Regions from separate parts of the Triticum aestivum genome. Here region 2 is linked to region 1. The links are chromatin contacts, called in public HiCAR-type maps. All regions are on one chromosome and are shown on one strand. The core of a region is the stretch at or near the end of the contact, and the rest is flanking DNA. Distances in the headings are between cores, read along the strand shown.

The links. HiCAR-type assays count read pairs that join an accessible place to other places.
Region 2: a contact with region 1 is called in a HiCAR-type map of leaf, with 3 times the contacts expected there. The contact joins the promoter of LOC123068905 here to the promoter of LOC123068904 in region 1. A contact is called at or near these places in 1 of 5 Hi-C or Micro-C datasets (leaf) and 1 of 1 datasets of contacts at active chromatin or transcription factors (leaf).

What each region holds. Positions count from the first base shown.
Region 1 is chr3B:114,486,448-114,491,866 of IWGSC CS RefSeq v2.1, reverse strand. It overlaps LOC123068904 (mitochondrial-processing peptidase subunit alpha), which reads right to left and starts at 2,144. Exons shown (of 13, transcript XM_044491597.1): 1 at 1,943-2,144; 2 at 824-1,069; 3 at 433-729; 4 at 174-341; 5 at 1-81. The coding sequence starts at 2,128.
Region 2 is chr3B:114,761,467-114,767,109 of IWGSC CS RefSeq v2.1, reverse strand. LOC123068905 (ATP-dependent 6-phosphofructokinase 6) reads right to left here and starts at 4,272. Exons shown (of 11, transcript XM_044491599.1): 1 at 3,833-4,272; 2 at 3,409-3,455; 3 at 3,259-3,298; 4 at 2,974-3,174; 5 at 2,309-2,521; 6 at 2,157-2,225; 7 at 1,935-2,064; 8 at 1,773-1,813; 9 at 1,453-1,677; 10 at 1,043-1,246; 11 at 446-953. The coding sequence starts at 4,051. The coding sequence ends at 738.

The sequences.
Region 1 (5,419 bases), core at 895-3,394:
GAGTGGTTCAGCAATTGATACAAGTTCATCATGGTCCACACCAGACGCAGCTAGAACAATTCGCGGGGAAGTGTAGTTCAACTGACATACATGCAACAGAAATATAGATAGCATGTTAACAAGAATACCCACACGACTATAGTACTAACAGAATTTTAGGGCATGAATCTCACAGCAAGAAATTCTTCCAGAACATCTGTATTTAATCTGCTAACTGAAGCCTCTGAGGCAATCAATGGGTTTGCCAAGGCACCAGAATAGCCACTGGAATGAAGAGCATCCAAAAGGAAAGCTTCCGGATTACTTGAAGCTTCTGCAAGCTCTGCCTTTAGTTTCATTATCTACAAAGTCAATAAGTTTGCATTCAGCAAAGAACATATTCCACTAATCTATAGTACAGAAGCGAAAGGGCATAATATTAAGCTGAAATACCTCTTCCTTGACTTCCCAATCAAGTAAAGCAGGATTTCTCACACAATCAACTAGCACTTCCACCATTTCAGGCATGTAAGTCTTAAGGGCTCCATAGCTGTAGCTCATGAGCTCACGGTTGGCTGATGCTTTCGCACTGCCACCTATTGCACCAATTTCACGAACAACACGCAACTGGCTCCTGTTTCTAGTGGTTGTGAAGGCCAACTTCTTTAATAACTGAGTGGCACCCAGTGTCTCAGGTGTTTCATATACAGACCCACAGTTAACATAAACTCCAACAGAACATGCTGATCCCTGGATAAAAAATACATAACATTGGTATCACTAACTGACCACCATGAGGAACATGCATGAAATAACTAAATTATAAAAAGTAAGGAACACATACTGGAGATGTTTCAGAGGCAATTTTTACACCATTTGAAAGTGTTGTGATTTTTGTCTTGCCAGGCTCCACATGATCAGCCAGTGGAGGAGGAATAGTGACTCCTGGGAGTGCGAAATCTGGAGGGGGTAGTGCATTTGAACGTGCACCTGTCAGCCAGCCCAAGAAGCCGCCCGATGACCTCTGTGCAATACTTGTGCTAGCAGACCTAACCGCGATATTCAACAGTTGGGTATCCGCCCCATGCTGCTGCAAGTGGTAAACAATTGATATTATGATTATGCAGCTAAAGCTGATCTAAAATGTGAACAGCTTCAATTAAAAGCCCAACAAATCAAGCTGTCTCAATGATGAAATATTCTGCCTCCGCACAAGGTATATCTGCATCCAAGGTTATGGCTCTACCTAAGGCTAAAACGATCATCGGTCAGTAAGCCCAACAATACTTACACTGACAAAAAAACCAAGCACATGCTACAGGCAAATATATCATGACCGTTCAAACTTCAAAGTAATATGAAAATGATGAAATGAAACAAATTGCATAAAGGGAATTTAACAAGCTGTTCCGAATCATACATTTGACTAGGCGCATCATGAAACATAACAAGAACTAATGTAACAGAACGCAACTAGAATGGTACTGGATCCAAAGCATGCATTTGCAAACGACAAAGCACAAAACAAAGCAATATCATCAAGGCCATGAATCATCCAATTCCACTCAACCATATCGGAACTAACTCATCCACCAATAATAAACCAACTAACATGCAAAAGATGACCCTTTCCCTGATATTTACACGAACCTATGCAACAAAACAAACTCGCCACACACTCATCTTCGCACCGCAAATCGATGCTTTCCCAATTCGATATACCAGGGCAAACATTCAGACAGCGATTCCTACTTGCAGCGCCCAGAATGACTCCACTACACGCTCACGCATCAAATCCGCGTGACCAAACCGTGGATGCTAGTCTGGTACCAATCGCGACGCGACTCGTGAGCTGCGTCCGTTCGGATCGGACGCATCGTGGCGTGATGGGTGCTACGGAGCCACTAGATCTAGCGAATCGGAGGGGAGGGGAGGTTAGGGTTTCGGGCGGGGGACGGCTGACCTTGAGGGCGCCGAGGCCGGAGGCGGCTCGGTACATGATGGAGGACGCCTGTGAAGATCTGTCGACGGGGACGTCGCCGGCGGCGCGGCGGGAGCGGCGGAGGGGGAGATGGGGACGGAGACCGTGAGACAAGTGGAAGGCGACAATTCGTGAGAGACTGGTTGCGCATATAGAAGTGGGTGACATCGGGGGCAGTTCGTTAACGGGCCGGGCCTGGCGGGCTATTCAGTGGATATTGAGCCCACTGAATATCTAGTACTTTAGTATTTTGGGCCGAGATATCAAAAAATATTGTTGGGCCGGGCCGGCTCGAAGCTTTGGGCTTATCTGGTCCGATCATGTAGCGCATCAGTCCTAAAAAAAATGTAGCGCATCAAAATCTTCTAAAAAAAATGTAGCGCATCAAAAAAAAATCCAAGCACTGCGCTTCGCAAATGGATGCATCAGTACGGAGGTAGAGCCTCACGTGCGATGCAAGGAACGTCAAGACCGAATCCAGTCTAGGGTTTACTTTGGAAGTTGAATGTCCCAGTAAAAATAAAAATAAAAATTGGGTGGCGTCTGCTACATGATCTGATCCTAGTCCGAGTTGTTCTTGGCAACCATCATATTGGGACTAATGGAATTTGCCCGTTTATGTAAGCAAGGACCCAAGGACATTGTTCACCTTTTATTCAATTGTGTTCAAGCAAGGGAGGTCTCGTTGAAGTTGGGTCTAAGTGAGTTTATTGCTGATGCTAGTACGGTTGACAGACTGGGTCAGTTGTAGTTGAACATATTTTAAGATTTGTTGGATAATGAGCAACTATCATTTTCTGAGGGCCAAAGGCCATTACATATATATGTGTGTCAAAGTGCGGAAAACCCCTTATACAACGGGGATATATCGAAAAGGGACTATACACATCTAACCCCCCCCCCTCAAACTCATGGTGGATCAACAACACTGAGTTTGAAGAGGAAAAAGGTATGCTGCGCTCGAGTCTGTGCCTTCGTGAAGAAGTCAGCCAACTGTAACTCCGAGGGCACATAGTGAAGGGCGAGAGTCTGATCCTGCACAACAGCACGCACAAAAGTAGGCATCCACACCGATGTGCTTGGTGAGCTCATGCTTCACCGGGTCACGCGCAATACTGATAGCACCAGTACTGTCTGATAGTAAGGGAGTCGAGGTAGTAGCCATCACACCAAAATCCTCAAGTAACCATCGCAACCAGATCACCTCAGCCGTCAACATAGCCATGGCTCGCAACTCAACCTCTGTACTCAAGCGAGACACTGCAGTCTGTTTCTTTGTCTTCTAGGCAATCAGAGAGCCACCAAGAAAGACACAGTAAGCAGACAGCGAGCGTCGATCAGAGGGATCACTAGCCCAGGTAGCATCAGAGTAAGCCCGGAGCTCAAGAGAACTGGAGCGAGGAAAGAAAAGGCGCTGAGAGATCGTGCCACGAAGATATCGTAGAACACGGAGGAGGTGACTATAGTGGACAGAGGTGGGGGCTGAAACAAACTGACTCAGATGTGAACGGGATAGGAGATGTCAAGACGTGTAACAGCAAGATAGACAAGGCTACCGACGAGGTGACGATAGCGACTGGGATTAGGAAGAGGGTCACCATCAGAGGCATGAAGCTGAACATTGAGCTCCATAGGAGTCACAACAGTGCGATCATCACTGAGAGCAACTCGAGCAAGAAGATCCTGAATGTATTTCTCTTGAGAGATGTAGAAGCCATCAGAGGTGGAGGAGATCTCAATCCCAAGAAAATAGCGAAGAGGACCAAGATCAGTCATAAGGAACTGCTCGTGAAGGCGGGCCTTAACAAAGGCGATGTAATCAGTGTCGTCACCAGTGATGATCATGTCATCAACATAGAGAAGGAGAAGAGTCCGGCCACGAGGAGACGTGTGAATAAACAGCGCGGGATCATGGTCACTGGACAAGAAACCAGCCGCGGTCACCACAGATGCGAAGCGCTCAAACCAGGCGCGAGGGCCTGTTTGAGACCATATAGAGAGCGGCGAAGTCTACAGACCATACCATCAGGAGCATAGTACCTTTGTGGTGGCTGCATATAAACCTCCTCACGCAACTCGCCATTGAGAAAAGCGTTCTAAACATCAAGTTGAGAGATAGACCACTGACGAACAGAAGCCACAGCAAGAAGAGTGCGGACAGTGGTCATGTGGGCCACAGGAGCGAAAGTCTCATCATAATCGCGCCCCTGCTCCTGCTGAAAACCACGGGCCACAAGACGAGCTTTGTAGTGCTCAAGAGAACCATCGGAGCGAGTCTTAAGCTTGTAGACCCACTTGTAGGTGATGGGACGGACACCGGAAGGAAGGGGAACGAGATCCCATGTGCCAGAGCGCTCAAGGGCGGCAAGCTCCTCGGCCATCGCAAGCTGCCATTCAGGCTGAGTCATGGTAGTGCGATAGGAAGTGGGCTCAGGCAAGACAGAGAGACCGTACCGGTCAGGGGAGTAGCGATCAGGCGAAGGGCGAGGCCGAGCATGGAGGTTATGAACCGGAGGGGGTGTGAGAGGAGGTGCACCCGAGGTGGAAGGCTCGTCAGAGGCAATATCCTCAGTACGAGAATGTCGAGTATAGTGGAGAGGAAACGGTGAGAGAGGGCGACGGACTGGAGAGGAGGAGGAGGAGGGAGAAGATGGGGTCGGAGGTGAATGAGAAGGAAGGAGAGATGCCGGAGGAGGAGGTGACACATGAGGCACATAGCAGGGTGTATCGGGGAGAAGAAGGAAAGAAAGGTCGTCCACAGAGAAGCTCGAGGAAGAAGAACGTGGGTAGTAAGAGCGAGACTCGTCAAAAGTCACATCACGCGAGATGCGCAAGCGACGACCCACTGGATCCCAACACCGATAGCCCTTGTGCTCATCACTGTAGCCAAGGAAAACACACTCGACCGACTGAGCAGTCAGTTTGGTGCGTTCGCGGGGGGCAAGAAGAACATAGCAGACGCATCCAAACATACAAAGAGCTGAGTAGTCAGGAGAGCAACTGATGAGACACTCCATAGGAATGCCACCCTGTAGAGCAGTCGATGGCTGAATGTTGATGAGATAGGTGGATGCGGAAACAGCCTCAGCCCAAAAATGGGGTGGAAGGGAAGCAACAATCATCAGCGCACGAGCCGTCTCAAGCAAATGACGATGCTTTCGCTCGGCAACACCATTCTGAGCATGAGCACCCGAACAGGAGAACTGGGCAAGAGTACCCTGTTCCACGAGAAAACCACGCAACAGCTGATAGATATACTCTCCAGCGGAGTCAACACGAAAAGTACAAATGGGCGTGGCAAACTGGGTGTGAACCATGGCAGCAAAACGTTTGTATATAGGGAGAACCTCGCTACGAGATTTCATAAAGTAGAGCCAAGTGTAGCGAGAGAAATCATCAATAAACAAAACATAGTAGCGATGACCACCTTTCGAATCAAAGGGAGCAAGACCCCAGACA
Region 2 (5,643 bases), core at 3,023-5,522, 270 kb before region 1:
ACCTTTCTACACCTGAGCTCATATGCTTCTGGTGTGAACAACAAAATAAATAAAATAGAAAAAATATTATTTCAAAAAATTCTGAAAAAACAAATTATGACATACTTTAAGGAATGTTTGTTGTGCATGCAAAATTGCATTATGAAGTCACATTGGTGAAAGTCGTGGCAAGAAAATACAAAATCAGAGCTTTAAAATGCATTTGAAAGTAAGCATCAATTTTCTTTTTACCATGCCTTCCACCAATGTCGTCATTTCTTGATGAAATTTGCATGCACAACAAACATTTTTAAAGTACGTTTTTTTCTATTTTATTTATTTTACTGTTCACGTCATGAGCATATGAGCTCAGGTGTAGAAAATGCACGTCTATAAAAGGCTTGCTTCATTGCAAATAAATAGATAAAAACACTAAAGAGGTCGGGGGGGGGGGGGGGGGGGGGTGTGATTTGCAATTCTTTACAAGTGAATAATAAACCAGGATTCAGATGAAGTGTTGCAAAAGAGCTTCTGTTGCGAAGAGCTCGAACCCAAAACTTAGCATTCTCTAATCTACAAAATCGAGCTTCTACCACCAAAGATTGCCATCGTGGAACCCTTATTATATATAGTTATACAGTAATTCTCCGGAGAAGTCTCTACTACAAGGCAAGCTAAAAAACTCACAAGAGAAGGTTAAAAAAGAATAGCTATAATTACACATGCTCAATATATCCATCCCAACAGCTTTGTGCCTCTCACTCTGCTCCAGCTGACCCGTTACAGTTGGGTGAGCACTTCGCCGGTGAGCCATCGAGGAGCTGCGTGTTGTGCAGGTGGTGGCGCTCGTCGTCATCGTGCTTCATGTTCTCGACATCCTCGTGGCTCAGGAAGCAGGGCTGGTTCGTCGAGCACAGCACCCTCGCCCACATCCTGTCAGTGATCACGACCTTGTTCTGCTTCTCAGTGATTCTCTGCAGCCAAAATTTTAGACTATCAGCATAAGGTTTGATAGGAGTTCCAACAGATCTCAGGTGTGATCACTGTTTCCTGCTGTACTTACATAGAATGGGATGTAAGCATGTCTGCCGTTCACGGGCGCGACGGTGAAGCCACTGTATCCTGCCATGGCGCCATGGAGGGCGCTGTGCGCAAGCAGGGTGCAGTAGACGTTGTCAGAGGCGTTTGACCGGACCGCGCGGATCATGTATGTCGGGTCTATGTACTTGAGAGTTATGGGGAAGTTGGTCTTCTTCTTGAAATGATCCTGCATGATGAAGAAAGCCAAGCAATTCAGTGGTGGAATATGACCAGGGCTTTCTTTCGGCTTCAAACTTTCAATCTACTAACAAGTGGCTTGTTGCTAATTCTATCATGACTGAATGCTAATATACTTGAATGAGCCAAAGAGATAAAGAGCATTGCTTGTCCCCACATTGACAGGGAAAGGAAAGTTTGGACCAGGAATCTGACCTTGATCTTCTGGGATAGCCAAAGGCCAACATCCAGAAGCAGCTTATTTCCAGAAGCATCCTGAGTGTCCACAAAGTTCATGCTTTGGGCGATGAGATCTTGGCCAGCACCCTCGGCCACCACAATGACCATATGACCACTATCCTTGAGCCGTTTCTCGACGAACTCAAGGAGGCCTCCTTTCCCTTCAAGGTAGAATGGAGACTCTGGGATTAAGCAACAATCCTGAGATAACAAGCAAAGCAAAGTGGTCAGTCTCCGACTCGACATTACTGTTATGTTGATTAGTGTAATGAACTTATAGGATGATAACAACATACCACATCACGACTAGCTAGAGTAGCATACATTGCGATGAACCCTGCATCAATATAATTTATAACTCATTATTATTTACTTAAAACCACTTTCCTTCAGAATATGCAGGAGCGGGTATTACTTTAAAACGTGACTGCAAGTTTGTAACAAGGAAAGAGACGTACCACTGTTGCGGCCCATTAGCTTCACGACACCAATGCCATTCTCTGCACTTTCAGCTTCAACATGAGCAGCGTTGATTGCTCTTTGAGCCTCCTCCACAGCAGTGTCAAATCCAAAAGATTTGTCAATCACCTGTGTGGACAATTCAACATCAAAATCACAACTAGTGTGGAAAACAATCACTCTTGTACATAAATGCAGGGGCAAAGGAAAGAGGGGAGTACCGCAATATCATTATCAATGGTCTTTGGGACACCGACCACTGCACATTTGAGGCCCCGTCTACGGACTTCCTGAAATTAAGTTTAAGCAGTTGTATGTGAGACATGGAATTGAGCATTTGATTGAGACCTTCCTGCAGTAGCAATGTTGTTACCTCATAAATTACGGAAGCGCCTTGCTGAGTACCATCACCTCCAATGATGTAGACCTGGTTAATGCCACGGTCCTGAAGACTATCCACAATTTTGGCAGTGTCATGCCCACCCCTTGAAGTTCCAAGAATGGTCCCCCCTCTCTTGTGGATGTCGTTCACTGATTTGGGTGTCAATGTAACGGTGTTTCGAGAATAGAAACCCTTGTATCCACCCTGCATATTGCACATCCAGAATTAGGTTCAGAAAACAAAAACAGAGTGAACATAACGGTTGACAAATAGCAGTATTATATTCAGGCCTAGCTAATGACAACACCATGTCATTAAGTGCCAGCAAACAATGCTTATTAGTGTCACCATCAATATTGTATTCTCAGGGAGTTTGTTCCGAAGTACACACTTCTAAACAGTTTCAGGCTTATCAACATTGCAGCGTCATGTTATTAGGTGACAGCTGAAAATGCTTATTGGTGTCACCGTCAATATTGTATTCCCAGGCAGTTTGTTCTAAATCACACCTTCCTAAGCAGTCAAAATCAGTTACTGCAATTAAATAGCCTCGTTAGCATCGTAACAAAGCACCATGCTAATCCTAAAATACTAACCGGAGCATTGTAATTTACACATGGAGAACAAACAAGAGCAGCAACTCCAGAAGTCCTCACCTCTATGCCAACAACACTGGTGACACCGTACATGTCGTACAACCCGCACACAAGCTCGCGGATGACCGTGTTGAGCCCGGGGCAAAGGCCGCCGCAGGTGACGATGGCCGCGTTCACGTCGTCGGGCTGGAAGTACACCCTCTGCCGCGGCCCGGCGCGCCGGAAGTGGGTGCCTCTCGCACTGTTCTTACGAACAACAATCTGCAATCGACCCACAAAAGTCAGCCTCACCAGATCACCTCGGCATTCTGTTAGACCAAAAGTATAACACAGAAAATTTCTCACCTTTTGCGTGACGGTGTCGTCCGTGTTGACGAAGTACTGCCTGGGATGGACAACACGTGGTGGGAGCAGGAAGAAAGGTCAGCTTCGGGAAACATGCGTGTTTGGATGGAACTGGACTGTGCAGGGCAAAGAAAGGAGGGGAACTCTTACTTGACGACCGAGTAGGCAGGGTTGTCCTGGAGGGGATTCGGGTACGTCTGCAGATCAGCAACGGTAACAAGAGGTGAGCAATCGATTCAGTTCAAGGATTCTGTAACTGTAATCTGCAAACAAATCGCTATGTTCCAAAATCGCTATGTTTTCGGGGATCGATCTATCGATTGATGTCCCTATGTTCCAAAATTGTTGGAGCAGCTGGACTGCATGGCGATCAGTTTATCCTCGAATCCAAGGAAAATCGTGAAAAATATAAAGATGCGGAGAATCCACAGAAGGGCGCCAAAAAAGGGGGCCGGGAAAGCATAGAGACTTGGCAGCTCCGAGCTGATCCCCGCGACGGGAAATCAACCAGACGAGAGCACCAGGCGATCGGAACGTGAGACAGCAAGAGGAGCACGGGGGCTGTGGCACGCACCGGGAGCTCGGGCATGTAGTCGGTGAGGTGGGGCACGTCCTCGAGCACGTAGCCGGCGTCGCCGCCCACGAGCTTCTTCTTCATCGCCCACTTGCACGGCGCCTTGGCGGCGGCGGCGGCGGCGGAGGCGAGGGGCTCCTTCCTCGGCTCGAGAAGCTTCATCTTCTGCTCCGCCACCGCCACCGCCGCGGGGGCCGGGGCGACGCCGACGGACTCCATGGCAGGGAGGGACCCCGTCGGTAAGCACGAGGTGGAAAGAGGAAAAAAAGATGGTTTTTGAGATCACGAGGGAGCTTAAGCTTAGCCGGTGATTCTGGGAGTGATCCTCCTGCTCTTGGTGTGTGGGGAGGACAGCCGCGGGGGGCGGGGGATTATATATTCGGATTAGCGTCGTTCGCGCCGCCGTTAGCCGCTGGGTTTGACGGCGCCGACGGGGTTTGACGGCCGCACGAGGGGAGAGGGAGGGGAGGGGGAGGTGGGAAACTTCGCGGGGTTCCCGGGAGGGGCATCGGGGTTTCGGCCTATTTACGGGCCTGCCATTTCGTGTTGGCCTTGCGCGAGAAGAAATGTCGCCCGGGTCCTCTTGTCAGTATGCGATGGGATATATCACGGGGGATTTGCTCCTTTTCTGGTAGTATTTGTTTGACTGAAAAACATCGCCACTTTGCTTGAAATTTTTTTAAAGGGAATATATTAATATCCACCGAATCTCTGCACCTACAAGATGTCGCAACGACATCCAGGATGCATACAACCAAAAAAAAGGAAAAAAACAAAGGTCCCGCCACAGCGACCGACTTCTCTCAGCAGCCATACACAAATCACCACCAAATACAACAACCGAAAAACATAAAAGTTCTCCAAAAACAACGCCGCCAAGAAAGAAATAGTGCACAAGCACCATTGTTGCCCGATCCAAGATCTTAGATTTTCACCCTGGAGAAGTCCGAGCTCTCAAAATAATTCCTTCAGCAAGGCAATTGTGAAGCACAACCAATGAAGGCCAGACCTTTGATTGTCACCCTGAAAGTCATGGCTCGGTATCCGAGGAGCACCACCAAAATTGAATTCCTCCAGTGTTGCCGCCCCCACTTGACATTGCTGCTCCTAAGAGTTACCAAACACCTGGTTGACTCCATCTCCTCGAAGGCTCTATTCGTCTAACTGATTCTCCATTCTCAACCACTATTACCTTCTCCAAGTTGTCTACACCATAGAAATCGAGAAGCTGACATGTCCCATGGTGCCAACAAACAATAGAGCTTCGCGCCACACCGTCATGGAACCTCGTAGGCTGATATGGCATGCACGACCGAATTCTATCTGATCCAGATATCTTGGGCAGGATCTCCAGCGGTAGTTCCAGAACACGTCGGTGACCAAATCGACGAGGACTGATCATGTAGACGATGCCATGATGCAAAAAGAGCACGCGGACAACCACCATTATTTTCACGGCAGCATGCCCCCATGCTGCCCCGATCAGCCCGCCATCGCCCGCCTATCGACCAAAGCCCCATGCCACATCAGCCGACGAGGCACACGACCAACTGCAACTTTGGCCCGAGCTCCACCAACCCACCCAAATCAGATCGAAAGGATCGGCATCCCAAGCCATCACTGCAAGCCAAGGCACACCACCGGGTGGAGCACCCCCACCACACCCGTCATCAAGTAGCGCCGCCGCCACCAGCCGCTCCGCTGCCAAGGAGGGAGAGGAGCCACGCCCATGGAAGGCCCCGCCACCGGCGGCGGCGAGGAAGAGGTGGTGGAGGCGAGGGCTAACAGGACTAGGGTTCTCCGAGCCGCCA